Regions from separate parts of the Zea mays genome. Here all the other regions are linked to region 1. Evidence: chromatin contacts called from public Hi-C data. All regions are on one chromosome and are shown on one strand. Each heading gives the region's core, a stretch centred on a gene start, on an enhancer-like site or on the middle of the called end of the contact. The rest is flanking DNA. Distances are from core to core; before and after follow the strand shown.

Region 1 (4,951 bases), core at 773-3,272:
GCGTGAAGGGAACCATCGAAGCATGGGGAATTTGTCCCTGGAGTCTTTCCTGCGCCGCGGATCTGTCACTCACCGTGGGCTGGGGTTGTCACTACATAACTATGGGGTAAGAAGTCTCATGTTAGAGTCTCTGTGTCTTCGGCATCGTGAAGAGCTATCAGGCTGGTAATTTGCGATCAAGGTCGCTAGTTTGTGCTTTATCCGGTGAGCTCGCCGGTGGGGTCAGGGCGCCGCCGCTTGGATCGATTGGGAGGTAGGAGGATGACGGGCGCAGACCATAAGATCTCGAATGGGCGATCATGATTTGAGACAAGGGTAGCCGAACATGATCCATTGATTCGTGGGAGAACAACTCAGATTAGATCGTGGAGATATCCCTTTGACGTTTTAATCAAAACCACCAATATGGAAATCGAAGCCAGCAGATATATCTAAGCGTGTAAGGTTGTGGGTCGTCGATCCAAGACCCCACAAGTGAGATTGCGTACCGGTTCGTTTAACACGCGATCTAATCGGAACCGCAGACCGTTGATCCAACGACTCATGATACTTGATACCCTTTCGGTCGATACAACTTTGCTAAAGAGTTCATGCGGAGTTGCCTAATCAACCCGCCATCCATAAACAGTTAGAAGAATTTAATTTAGGTCCCCAAAAACTTGCAGTTTGACCCCTTAGCTCCTATGGAATAGTATCCACCGTCCATACAGAATAAAAAGGATTATATAAAATAAATAAAGTTTATTATTATTAGTGCAAGAATTAATATCAAAACAATCTAAAAACTTAGAAAATCCATAACTAATTCATTTTAGCTTCGTTTTTAGTGGTTCTCGTCTACGATCTCAAAGCGACACATAGAATATTTTGTTATTGTGTTTCGGTGTAATGTTATCATATCCATTATTTGTTCATTTGTTTGTATTTGTACGAATATAAGTGAGGTCGCGAGGAACCTAAAGCTCAACTTGGAGAAGTACCTGAAGTTTGCACCAAAAAGACAAGTTGTGCCATTGAACACTTTCTTTACCTAATAATGTTTATGTTACCGTGATCCAACCACATCCTCTCCAATCCACCCTGCAGCACCCGCTCGCTTCCCTCGCCGGCTCAAACGCAGCAACCACCGCGCCGCTCAGCATTAGCAGCACTGCGCCCGCCCACGCCCCCACTCGCAGGAACAAGCCCCACTGGACACACGTGTCGTTCGCCCAAGTCTCTATGGACCCATATAAATACATCGACTATGATGACTGAGAGGAGGGGAGGTTCGCCGGGTGACATCTGGATTATCGCTAATGATATTTTATGATTGTAATGAGATATATGAGAAGAATTTATTGGTACGTGTGCGGAAGATGAAAAATTAGAAAATAAACAAAACAACATAGAAATTTAGAGGACCGCTCCGGATAGGCTCAGCCAAATGTACGTAGCGGCGGCCACGGCGGGCGGCTCTAGATGCCCAGACGACCCGTCCCGTCCGTCGGTCGGTCGGTCGGCCCCTCCTCCAGTCCGCCGCTGCGCTGCATGGCGCGCACTGGCACTACGCACTAGTACACAGGCAGGCGTCACGTCCCGTCGTGTCGGCACGGCACGGCACCGCCTCGTGGCTGGGGGCGCTGGCCGCTGGGCAGTGGGCCGGTAATAAAAAGTAAAAACCGTCAACGGCCGTCCCGCCGAGCAAGAGCATGGCTGCTGCACCGCACTTGCACTTGCAGTCTGTGCATGGGATGATGGGTGGGCAGGCAGGAATCCTCGTACCGCGAGCGAGACACACGGAGACGAAGGTGTGGGATGGCTGCTTCAGCTGCTGTTTCAAAGATGATCACAGCGTGTGCGTAAGGTGTACCAAAGCGTCCACTTGCGACGCTTTCTCCAAAACAACCCACATGGATCCTGGTTTACTTCTTGGAGGAAGAGGATCCAGCCAGTCAAAGCTCAAAACCTTCCAAAGCCACACACTACAGATTCATCTTCAGGTAAAATATATAAAGAGGGGATAAAGGGGGAAGAGATAGATATAGATCTAACCTTTTTTCCAGATATTTTTTTTACTGTCCCTCCCTCTCTCTCACTCTCTTTGCTATTCTCGGCTCCCCCGTAAACCAAAAGGGGGAAAATAGAGAGAGAAGGGGAACGAAAGCAAGCAAGGAGCACCGCACCACGCCACTCCAGTACTCCACTCCACTCTCGTCCCCTCCTCGATCCAGCCATGGCGGCCTAGCCCCCCCCCCTCCCCTAGGGTTCTCTGCCAGCCCCCACCCACCCAGGCGCCTCTTGCCGCTCCCACCCGGTGGTCGCGCTGCCCGCGTCGAATGGGAGGCCACCCGGCGCTCGGAGTCGGGCGTGACCGCGCGCTGCCGGAGGTTCCCTGAGCTCGGCGGCGGCGGGAGCGTGGCTGGTCCGGAGCGCGCCGCGCGTGCAATGGGAGGTTCGAGTGGGGTTCCTGCGAGCCGCCGCGGCGGTCTCGGTTCTGCGAGCGCGTGGCCCATGCTTCGCGAAGGGTAGGGTTGTCTGTCTGTCTAGCTAGCTGCTAGCTGCTTGGTCTGATGAGCTCAGCTCCGGCGCCCCGCCTCGGCTTCCCCGCGCGCTTGCTCCGTCGGCTGCCCAGAACCCAGCTTGCCCGCTCCGGCGCTTCTCTTCGCTTCTTCGGGGAAAGGTTGGAGCTTTGAGGTGGTGCGGGTGCTCAGCCGAGGACTCCGGGCGATGACGCCCGCAGTGGCGCGCGTTTGCCGCGACAGTCCTGGGTTCGGGTAGCGAGTTCCTCGAGCGGATTTGGCTGCTGCTGCGTCCTGCGTGGGAAGGGGAGGCGGCGGCGGCGGCAGCAGCAGAGGAAGGGGAACGGTTGCTCTGAAGCGGAGGGGGAGCGGGCTGACATTGCTTCTGGGAGCATGGCGAGCTTCTAAGGACGCGCAGCTCCCGCAGCCCAGCCATTCTCATCGCCGCACCTTGGTGTTCTTGCCCCCAGGTCGTACTGGTTGGTGGGAGGGAACATGAACCTCTCCCCGCCCAAGATGTCGGAGCCATCACCTGAAAGTGACGGTACATCTCGCATCACGGTTTCAGCATTGATTCGGTCCAGAACTTCTCAGCTTGGGTTACTCTCGGCATGGTTTTGCGGATTATGGGCTGCTGTCATTGTGCAATGTGCATTGATGTTCCCAAACAAATAAGCAAAAATGGCTTGCTCAGTTGCTCTTTGTGTATGCATGATGACATTCGTTCATATTCTTCACTTACTTGCACAACCAAAAGAAAAGTTCGGGCATTGCTCAGCTTCACTCATGGTTCACATGTTCTACATGTTATATTCACTGAACCCCCTCTTGTCTGTAGCCAAGCACGGATAGTAGTCTCACATGAACTCTGCTTTCTGGTGGCTTCCTGTTCCACTCATGTGTGCTTGGCATTTTGCAGGGGAACAAAGGTGTCTGAACTCAGAGCTATGGCATGCATGCGCAGGGCCCCTTGTGTCCCTGCCTGTGGTTGGGAGCCGGGTCGTCTACTTTCCTCAGGGCCATAGTGAGCAGGTCGGTCACTCAGCAGTATCTTTGAATAAACTAGATACGTCCGAGTTTGTTGACTGGAGAGTTGAGACTATCAGGTTTTTGCAGATGAGGAACAAAAAAAAGAATCACTTGAGCTGCTACCCTTCTGATTCTTTACATTGCATACGTTAAATGGATCGACTAAACATAACACTTACGGAAAATTCAACTGAAAAATCACTTTGCCCAACTATACACATAAAGGTTTCCTGTGTTCAGAAAATCAATCTTGTTCAGAGATTGTTATCACTTTAAGTCACTTTTTTTAAACTCCGTCTAGTTTTGTACAGGTTAATGAAATTATTTGTAGAGATTCACTTGATCTCGTGCCTTTGTGCTTAAGAGGTTCTTTTGTTTGTTTCTATTTTCATGCAGGTTGCTGCATCAACTAATAAAGAAGTTGATGCTCAAATCCCAAACTATCCAAACCTACCTCCACAGTTAATATGCCAGCTTCATAATGTCACAATGCATGTGAGTTCAAACTTAATGGACCATTGCCTAGTCTTTAAGAAGCATTATGAAATAATTTCTTTGTTATTCAGGCTGATGCAGAGACTGAAGAGGTGTATGCCCAAATGACACTGCAACCATTGAGCCCGGTATTTTACCAATCACCACTTAGCTCTATGCTTGTAACCTGGATTCTCATGAAAGGTTCTTCCAAATGGTATTACAATGCCTGTACATTCATCAAGTGATTCCATGTACAGGAAGAGCAAAAGGATCCTTTTCTTCCAATTGAATTGGGTGCTGGTAGCAAGCAGCCAACCAATTACTTCTGCAAGACGTTGACTGCAAGTGATACGAGTACCCATGGTGGATTCTCTGTTCCGCGCCGAGCAGCTGAGAAAGTCTTCCCTCCATTGGTTTGTTTTTTAAGATCTTTTCAACTGAAGATTAAGTTTTTTAAGCTTGACAGATTTATAATAAATGATTATGTGTTTTTTCCTTGGAAAAACTAATGCATTCGACCATCTGCAGGATTTTTCACAACAGCCTCCAGTGCAAGAGCTGGTTGCAAGAGATCTGCATGATAATGAATGGAAATTTCGTCATATTTTTCGTGGTATGTACTTAAATTATGGTCGCAAAATGGAGAAATGACGCAGTTTGATTATTGAACAAGTGGAATGGAACTTTAGTATCAATAACAAGGGAGAACAAATGTTACTGTGCATGAGCGGCTTTCACTAATCTCAACTGTCTGTTTCTTTCTGCCTAAATACCAAGGTTCAGCTAGGCGCTAGGCGGAATCTAGGCGGTGACCCATTGCCTAGCGCCTAGTCGGGAGTGTTATAAATGAATGCGACACAAATAGGATCAATCACAGAGAAGACACAGATTTAACGTGGAAAACCCCTCCAAAGTGAAGGGGAAAAAACCACGGGCGCCGGCCG
Region 2 (4,951 bases), core at 1,050-3,549, 460 kb before region 1:
GTACACTTAAAATACTACTAACAATTATCGTTCCACACATATTAAAGCTAAATTAATTATAAACATTTCTAGTACGAAAACCACGGAAGTAGTGAATAGTGACCGTACTCATTTTTAAAATTATAAAATCATACACATGTTCAAAGTATTGTCGCGGGGTTCGACTTTGGTTACCCGTATACATAGCATCTCTAAAAATCATACACATGAATCGCCAAATCGCATCAACATTACAACAATAATTCATAAGATCAACAAAGTAATTCAAACATGATTTAGAAAATACATTAACGGGTTGGGGTTGTCTTCAACCTTGAGTGAACAGACGACGGCGAACGGCTCGAGCGCGCGATTAGACGAAGGCACAACGGAATCGACGAACGATGGACAACGCGTAGGCACGGGCGGAGCTCTGTTGAACGACAGACGGCGTGGACTGTCCGACAGACGGCGTGGACTGTCCGGCGATGGACAACGCGTAGGCACGGGCGGGGTGGCGGTGCACGGGGCATCGGTTCGTTGACAGCGAGTACTCGGCTCGGTCGTCGCGGCGCTTCGGTGTTCTTGGGCGTCGGTCGATCTTCGGGCTTGCAGCGCGGCGCGTTGGGCTCGGCGTGGGAGCTGTGCGCGGGTCTGGGCGCAGGGTGTCGGGCGCAGGAGCTCGGGCGTCCAGCACGTTGGGTCCAGCTCGCGGGCGCGGTCGGCTTCCGTGGCTGCGTGTCGATGCTTGAGCTTGGTCGCGGCGTCGGCTTGGGTGTGGTCGCGCGACTTCGGTCGGCCTCCTGTGCGCGGGCTTCCTGGTGGCGTGTGGGTGAGAGCAGAGGGAGGAGAGAGAAGGGAGTGGTGGGTGGCGGCGGCCAGGGAGGAGCCAGGGAAGTGGCGGCTAGGGTTAGCAGGAGAGCAGGGTGTGGTTTGATGGGCTAAACAGGACGGTAGGTTAGGTTAGTTAGTTTTTTTTGTTTTTTTCGAATTTCTCTTTTCTAATTTAAAATACACTTTTAAATAACTCTAAAATTTATAATGATTAATCCAAAAGTATTTATAAATAATATAGTTATTTTTGGACTGATTATATTATTTATTTACTAGGATTTAAGAAGAAATGTTATTCAATAACCAAAAAATCAACCATGCGCGATAAAAAAAATTACTCCAAATGAAATAAATAATAAACACTTCAATAAAAAATTTATTACCATAAATAACATTATTAACTAAATGTATTATTTTTATTTAATGATTTTCATAGTGTCACAGGTATTCCTGAACTACCCGAACTATTATATCGGTTTCATAAAAACACATACACCCTATTAAATTAGTATAAAAATATAGTTTGAATAATGATATATATGGACATATAAAACACAAGCAATCTACAATCACAAGCTATGCACAGTTACACATAATTATAAATGTACAAATTAATAATTAAGCATGACATAACTACATGACACGTGAAAGTTCGGGTAATTCGGGTATTTCGGGTACCCGATTGTGATACCCGAAATAAATTCGGATTTTGCAAGTTGCTACCCGAAATTCTCGAACAAAATTCGGGTTTCGGGTTCGGATTCGAGTATTCCGGGTTCGGGTTTCGGATTACGGGTTTTTTGCCCGGCCCTCCTTATACTCTCTCTCGGAGGAGGAGATAAAGAAAGCCACGGACAACGTTCTTGGATGCGGCGGCCATAGAATGGTCTACAGAGGAACCTTGTTGGACACCGGACGACGGCAAACAGGTCGCCATAAAGAAGTCCAAGCTGAAGGACGACGACAGCAAGCAGAGAGGAGTTCGTGAACGAGATCATCATCTTGGACGTAGATGTGCCGATGCTGGTGTACGAGTACGTTTCCAACGGCACCCTCTTCGAGTTCCTTCATGGCGCAGTCGACGGAAGCGGATCACCGGTCCCACTGGATCTTAGACTGAAGATCGCCACTGGATGAGGAACACAACGCGAAGGTGTCGGATTTCGGAGCGGCGTCAAGTCCATGGACAGGAACGATTTCATTGTGCTCATCCAGGGAACTCTGGGCTGAGAGCTTTGTCAGCCACCGTCTGAGCGACAAGAGTGATGTGTACAGCTTCGGGGTTGTGCTTCTGGAGCTGATTGATCACGAGAAAGAGAGCACTGTCTCACAGTTTCATACAGATGTTCCACCAGAAAGAGATCCAGGGCATTATGGCCAGCGAAATAGAAATAGTAGTGCGTGGTGAGATATGGGCTCACCGTGTCGCTGCCTGGGTGCCCCGGCCCGACAGATGCGCCCCTTCGGCCCTATTTCACCGTGACCTGCAACAAGACCTTCCAGCCACCAGCCCACCACGGCCCATGGTCGCCAAGGGAGCTCAGGTAGCTCAACGACGTCTCCCTGGAGCACGCGGTGAGATGCGCGCCTACACGGCGAGGTCAGCTACACGCCTACACCTGCTTTCACGTCCAATAGGACCATGCCGGAGAACTACATGCAACTGCAACATCATGCGTGTCATCGGCGGCTACATGCACAGCAACCCCAACATCATTGATGGAGGAGAAGCTACACCTACAGGCTACAGCTAGCTGCTAGGACTACTAGGAGAAGGGCCTAGCACTATAGCAGGCGCGGCGCATGGTCCGAGGTCGGACGAGGCAATGCTGCTTGGTGCTTGGCGCTGCCGCACTTGCTCGTTCTGCCCGTTCATTGCTCACGCAGTCAACTCCGGACGACGCTACTGTAGCTAGCCATAGCTAAGCAACTGCAAGCCGAATAGCCATGCAGAGTAGCCGGCCTTTTGCATTGCGTTGCATGTGCGTGGTGTGGTACTGGTGATCATACATTCATATCAACAATACCCCGCCGCGAGAGCCGAGAGCGAAGAGCCTTCTCTGCTCGAGCATGCCCAGCCCATGCGGCCATGCGTGACATCAGGAACGGCAATTATCTACTAGCCAGCCTGCGCTTTGTCTTTCTTTCTCTGCAGGCACAGGCAGACCTTTTTGTACTGTGTACTACTGTACAAATGACTGTACGAGCTTTTACCTTACGACTGTACGAGTACGTAGTGCCATTGCTCATTGCATGTCGTAAATGGTTCTTTTCGTGGTTTGGTTTCAAAAATAAACTATGGAGCAACAAATATTCGAGATGTCAGTCTCTTAGTAGACCGCTACCTAGCCTGCTTGTTTTTATAGGGCAATATATATGCCTTAAGTTACAATTCATGGAGGTTGTTATTACAATCCAAATAGGGTTACAATGTATATTACTACTATATTAGACGTATGATTTTTTTAGACAAATATAACCAACTCTACAACGAACTCTTATAAAAAGATAATTAAGGATATGTTCCTCACAAAGTAATCTAACATGCGGACATGCGGTGCATCACATGCAGTGCAGATGCTACTCTACCGCACGAAAAACCACGGGCCCTTTCTAACCATGCATGGCCTGTGGACTCTGGCACGCTGCAGGCAGGCAGCTGGCCCGGGGTGAAGGTGAATTTCTTTCCCAAGTTTTCTAGGGTCAAAGGTCTTGGGCAGGCAGGCAGGCGCCCATGGCGTGTAGTACGTGGCCGGCCGGGGCCTGCTGGATTGGAGGGCCCTGTACGTCTCTCTCTCTCTCTCTCTCTCTCTGCCAGTGTGTGTCTCTCTGGGCTTCTACCTTTGCGTGCGTGCGTGCGTGCCTGCCTGCTCGCGAGGTCAGGTGGTGCCTGCCTGCGAGGTGCGAGCTGCCGCTGCCGTGCTGGGATGAGCGAGCCACAGGTCACGTCAGTCGTCCTGTTGAAGCCTGTGCCGACTGCCGCGCATGTGCTCCACGCCTCCATCCGCCCATCCTCAGCTCTGATCCTCCCGATCGAGCTGGGTCTGGGTGTTCTGCGCTCTGGGCTCTGGATTAATGGCGAGTTCGGCGTCAGAGAGCATCGCGCCTCCTCGCGAGTGCCGCCAATGTCTGTCACATGTGTGAGTACGTAGTCCAGGGCGTGGCGTGGAGCCGACGTCGCAAACGACGCTACATGTTTGTGTTGGAGGATCCCATTCCAGTCCAGCCGGCGACGGCGAGGGGCGGCGAGCCATGTAGCCATCCCCCCGGCCGACAACGATGGACACAGGCAGCGATCGATCCATGGGCCCGGAAGTACCAGTAAAGGCTCTGCGACGGCGACACAAGCACCCACCGGCAGCGGCAACCGCGCGCTCTCGATCCGTCCAGTCCGGCGGTCGGCGGTCGCGTCCTTCGCGGGCGCCTCTGCCTGACTTCTGCTCAACTCTGGAACCAACATGCAACAAGCAAGCACAAGCAGCACGGCAAAGCTGGTGCAACACCACACGCCACGCCGCTGCCGGCCTGCCGCGCCGTGCTTGGCTGCTTGCGGTGCCACTGCCAACTGCCGAAGGCATGTTGACATGTGATGGGAGTCCCCCGACGTAAATACATGTCCGTTGTAACGGGAAAAAAATAATGCAAAAATAACATATGTACGACCATATGTTGCAACAGAAATTTATAATAAAATAGATAGATGTCCATTTATTGTTATAGTTTCTATATATCACATAAATAATATTGAACACATTTCAAACCTTTATAATAATAGTAACAATGAAGATGTCACAACATTTTTGAGCTATAGATAAGACTAAAACAACCATAGGATACACCAACCAATATAATGGCACCTTGAGTTTCTTATGGTGTAGATCTACAGTATTTAGCTCCTTCCTCCAAAGCAGCTTCCGTCTCTTCTTATAACAACACGATTAGTTCTTGTGTCAAAATGATTACTGCACATCTTGACAATGTGGCTAATATCAAACAGAGTCTTCCCGGCCTCTTTTCAAGTTCTCTCTTTGTTCAACAAATTCCATGTAACGCTTTATAGAGCTTGAAAGATCATATGATATATCTTCACTATAATCACACATCTCTGGTTCCATAATCAAGCTACTAAAACTTCAAC
Region 3 (4,951 bases), core at 969-3,468, 430 kb before region 1:
AAACAGGTCCTTAAGATATGTTCAGACTACTTTATTTAGCTTATTTTTTAAGATAAGACAAGAACTAGCTTCAGTTTAGCAGAGCAGATTTGAGCAGTGATCCCAGCATCCGCAGGGCCTGCCGCACGTCTCCCCAGCAAGCGGAACCACTCCACTCCACGAGCCACGTCACGTCGCCCGCAGGCCGCAGCCAAGCGCGCGCTCCAGGTCAACCGGCGCCATTAATGTAATCGCCTGGCTGAGCACCCCTGTCAGCAGACAGGTCCAGCACCCATGTGGCCCGCTGTTACCATCACCACCCGACACACCTCGCCCGCTGTCAACCCTAGCCGCGCAACGTCAGCGGAACATGCCTCGGAATTCAGCGACAGAAGACCTCGACCGAGCAGAGTTGGAATGCAAGTTCGATTAGACTAGTTAATGACGTACTGCTGCTACTAGCAGCTCGTTAAACACTCTGTACAATGGCGAGTGATGCAACTAGGTCAACACGCACGTGCGTGACGCCGGCAACGGTCGTGTCAGAACAGGTCGAACCGGGTGTCCGGCGGCGGCTTCGGCTTCGACGCTCTCGTGCGCGCCGCGCTGCAGGACTGCGAGCGGTGCAGCGGGGAGCGCGACGCGGCGGGGACGACGGGCGGGCGGGAGGACCGGAGCAGCGCGAAGTTGAGCCCGCGGAAGAACGGGTGCGCCTTCACGTCGGCGGCGCCGCGCCGGGACCCCAACCGGTGGCGCGGGTCCTTGGCGAGGAGGCGGGCGATGAGGTCGCGCGCGTCGGCATCACCGGCGCCGGCAGCGGGGAAGGACAGCGGGCGGCGCGCGATGTTGCGGAGCGTGGCCTCGTTGTCGGCGCCCGCGAACGGGGTGCGCCCGTGCAGGAGCTCGTACAGGAACACGCCGAGCGCCCACCAGTCGACGGCCGCGCCGTGGGGCCCGCCGCGGGCCACCTCGGGCGCCACGTACTCGTGCGTGCCCACGAACGAGCACGACCGCGCCTCCACCGGCTCCGCCACCAGGGTCGTTGGCGGCCGCCGCGCCGAGGCGGCACGGCGGAGTCGCGCGCGCCGGCGGCGGAACAGGTGGTCCGGGAAGCAGGACGCCGCCGCCGCCTCGGGGGCGGCGCACGGCTCGAGCGACGGCGTCGACGTGCACTGCAGCGACAGGTCGAAGTCCGTGAGCATGATGTGGCCGTCCGCGCGGATCAGCACGTTCTCCGGCTTGAGGTCGCGGTACACGATGCCCATCATGTGCAGGTACTCCAGCGCCAGCAACACCTCCGCCGCGTAGAACCTGCACCCACCGCAACGACCGTAAATACAAAAAAGACGACGACGTATCTGTAGGCTGTAGCACTCCACTAGCACTAGCACTAGTACTAGGCTAGGCTTGCGCTCACCGAGCTGACGGGAGCGGGAAGCGGCGGTTGGGCATGCGGTGGCGGAGCGAGTGGAGGTCCCCGCCGGGGCAGAACTCCGTGACGACGCAGGAGAAGTGCGGCGCGGCGTCGAAGTCGGCGAAGAGCGTGGGCAGGAACGGATGGTCCAGCGCCCGCAGGATCCGCCGCTCCGCCGCCGCGTGCTCCAGCTTCTTCTTCGCGGCCGCCACGCGCCGGTCCACCACCTTCATCGCGTACAGGCAGCAGACGGGCGCGGGCGCGGGTGGCGCCCTGAGGCGGCACAGGTACACGGTGCCGACGTCGCCGCCGCCCACGCGGCGCAGCAGCCTGAAGTCCCGCGGCCCCAGCGGCGCCGCGGCCGACGCCGACGCCGCGCGGATCGCCGCCCACGCCGCGTCCCCTGCCCGGTGCGGCCGCGCCGGCGCTGGCGCCGGCGATGACGCGGCCGCGGCCGCCGCCGCCGCCGAGGAAGAGGACAGGGCCGCGGACGGAGAGCAGTCGAAGGAGAGGCGGGACAGGCTGGAGCAGCGCGGCAGGCTGGCGGCGCTGCTGGCCGAGCTGAGGCTCGAGTTGGGCGCCGCCGTCGACGACGCCGTCGTGTCGGCGTCCGACAGCCGCTCCTCCCCCGCCGGTGGTGGCGGCGGCGGCGTCACCTCGGTCACCGTCTTGTTCCCGAGCGCCGGGGGGACGCGCACCGCGGCGTCCATGGCTGGCACTGGCGGGCAGGCGGCAGCTCCGCTCGGTTGTCTCGTGCGCTCGCGGCACGGCGTGTGTTTGCGTGAGTGAGGAGGACTCGCTTGCCGTGTCTCCGAGCGAGGACGAGGAGTGAGGTTTCCGGCGGTCGCGGCGTGCGGACAAGGGAGTTGGTGGCGCGGGCGCTTTATAATTATACCAGCGGCGACCTCAGCCCAGTAGCCTACAGACTCGTGGTTGTGCTGTGCCTTGGCTAGTCGTGTAAAACGGAGGGGCAGATCCGTCAATCCGCCGCGCCGCAGGCTTTTATTACTGCGAGCATGGATGGCAGCGTCCGCGTGGAAGCAGGCAAGTCAAAGTCAAAGCGGAGTTGCAGTTGCTACTTGCTAGTAGACGGGTAGGGTCGTGATGTATGCACAGGAGCCGTTATGGAGAGGTCGCTTTTTACTGTAAGTTTTTACTGTAAAATATTTTTGACTCTATAAGATTCGAAAACCCTCCTTTTAAACATATGGATCTTATTTTAAAACTATTTTAAAATTCAGGCGTAGGGAGAGGTCGCTTTTTAAACTTGGCCAGCCACACATGGGCGTTGCGTAAACCCGGCTTGAGATATTGAGAAGACAGGAGAGAGAACCTAGCTAGTGCTAATTAAGCACGAGGTGGGCATGGTTAGGCAGGGATTAAGCAGGTGGTTCAGTGGTTTATTCTAGCATGGTTTGTAAGCTAACTTAACTGGTAACTTTGTCGGGGACGGCAACGACGGCAGCGCCGTGAAAAGTCCACATTCCGGCCGGTGTCGCCGGCTCGCCGCCGTGAACCGCAAGGAAGGAAGGCAGCGTTGCGTGGCCCGCCCGATTCCCCTGGCACGGTTCTCACGGTGGCGTAGGGGCCGGTCAAAAGCGTCGCATTTTTTCTCTCTATCTCTCTCTCTCTTCAAACCGCGCCTGGTGCTGCTGAGCTTCCACTGGCAGTACGTACTAGTACAGTACTGCAGAGAAAACGGGAACCAACAGTGCAAGAAAATGTCAAAGAACCACGCAGAATGTACGCGCCGATGCATGTGATTGGTGCCTGTCTTCTCCAGGATACAAGCTCCTAGTAGTCCACTACTACTGGGAGCATGATCACTGGCGTCAAATTTGCAGCACACTCCAAAGACAGGGACAACGAACCCTAGTTTTCTTGCCCCACGAGGCCAGGAGCTTAATAGATCGCATCACGTTTGTTGTTTGGCTTTAATCTATACTGATTTCTACAATATTTTATTTGTATAGATTACAGTTGTAACAGTCTAAACAACTGGCTTTAATATGTAGCATTGTCAATCTACCGAATGGTAGGTTGATACATGGGCCAATATTAATGTGAATGCTAACATATATTTGTTTCCTTCCTACACGACGTACGTGACGCGTGCTTCTGTTTCAATGTGTCTGTGAAACGGCGTTGATCCTGTTAGAGAGTTATGTAAACGAGACACAGAGATGTAGAGAGAAAGTGACAGTCACTGTTATTATTGCAGGGGGAGGCCCTGTTTATATACATATGGAGGGGTATATCCCCAAGGGGTGTGTCCCTTGAAGAGTAGTCGTCGAGCCTCTTGGATTGGTCACAATGTTTGTAACATATTTTGTAACACTCTCCCTTGATCAATCCAAGTCCATTTGACCATTTGTCAGTTGTCTTCAAATATATTATCTCCTCAAAAACCATGTGACAAAAATAAGAAGTACACAATGTCTTTTCGATTATGAGTAAATCTCACTTTGAACTCCAAAATAAAATATGTTGGTAATCATCATTCCTAAAAAACCCCTGTGGGGGAAAATCAATGATGAAGCATATAGCTTAGTTGATATTACCTCGTTAAAAACTTTGGATGAGAAAACCTCTACAAGTCAAAACTAATACAAAGAAAAGAGTGTAATATGATGGTACAAAACAGGTCAAATATCACGGAGAATTACTCCCACTGATCCTTGCAAGCACTTAAGTCTTCTCATACCAATCCACTCAACACATTTTTAAAACGTGGAGTATGGTAGAGATTTTGTGAATAGATCAGCAAGATTATCATAGGACTTTATTTGCAAGATGTTTATATCTCCATTATCCTGAAGTTCATGGGGATAAAACAGTTTAGGAGCAATATGTTTATTAATGTTGCTCTTGATATAACATGTTTCCATCTGAACAACACAAGCTTAATTATCTATATAGATAATGGTCGGTGGTTCAATTGAACCATGGTACGACATTGTTCTCCAATGGACCTCTAGCCCAAAGAACAATAATATGTCTAAAGTCATCATCTCAAAACCCCCCGTGGGAAAAATAACTGATGAGACATATAACTCAAGCTAATATTTCTCTAAGACAATCTTGTCAGAAAATCTGATAAATCAACATATCAGCTGAGTCTCCTTAAAACCCCAGTGGGAAAAATAAGGAGAGTAGTCATACTCTATTGTTGATCCATTTGAACTCAACTCATAACCTAGTTCAAATATAACAATAGCTATGTCATGATGTATCATCCTCAAAAACCGCTAGGGAAAAATAGATGATACGACATAAGCCTTATGTTGATGTTGCCTTGTTAAAAACTTTGAATGAGAAACCCAATCAAGGGAAAACTCATGCAAAGAAAAGAGTACAACATGATGTATAGACAAGTTCTTCCGATCAAAAGGGAAACTTCCCCTGATCTTTGCAAATCACTAAGTCATCCCATACATGCTCTCAAACACATTTAAAATGTGGAGTAAGATAGAGACTTAGTTTGTAACTTGTTTTCATCTAAACAACACAAAGTAATATTATCTTCATAGATAATAAGGTCAGTGATAGAAAATCATG

Evidence for each region. Hi-C and Micro-C count contacts between places; a contact is called where the count stands out from the background.
Region 2: a Hi-C map of leaf shows a contact between it and region 1, with 5 times the contacts expected there. The contact joins the enhancer-like site here to the promoter of LOC103640601 in region 1. A contact is called at or near these places in 2 of 25 Hi-C or Micro-C datasets (ear and leaf).
Region 3: a Hi-C map of endosperm shows a contact between it and region 1, with 8 times the contacts expected there. The contact joins the promoter of LOC100125650 here to the promoter of LOC103640601 in region 1. A contact is called at or near these places in 2 of 25 Hi-C or Micro-C datasets (bundle sheath and endosperm).

What each region holds. Positions count from the first base shown.
Region 1 is chr1:177,508,999-177,513,949 of Zm-B73-REFERENCE-NAM-5.0, reverse strand. LOC103640601 (auxin response factor 25) reads left to right here and starts at 2,022. Exons shown (of 14, transcript XM_008663839.2): 1 at 2,022-3,045; 2 at 3,421-3,533; 3 at 3,927-4,025; 4 at 4,097-4,153; 5 at 4,265-4,420; 6 at 4,536-4,620. The coding sequence starts at 2,997.
Region 2 is chr1:177,968,004-177,972,954 of Zm-B73-REFERENCE-NAM-5.0, reverse strand. No RefSeq gene overlaps it. Among protein-coding and RNA genes, the nearest start is that of LOC100125650, 30 kb to the right of the region's middle. Within about 2 kb of position 2,299, at least 17 of the 20 cell types and tissues checked have an H3K27ac peak or open chromatin away from gene starts, as enhancers often do. A contact at or near this core is called in ear and leaf, where this site is marked.
Region 3 is chr1:177,937,834-177,942,784 of Zm-B73-REFERENCE-NAM-5.0, reverse strand. LOC100125650 (barren inflorescence 2) reads right to left here and starts at 2,218. Exons shown (of 2, transcript NM_001112581.1): 1 at 1,397-2,218; 2 at 462-1,290. The coding sequence starts at 2,103. The coding sequence ends at 522.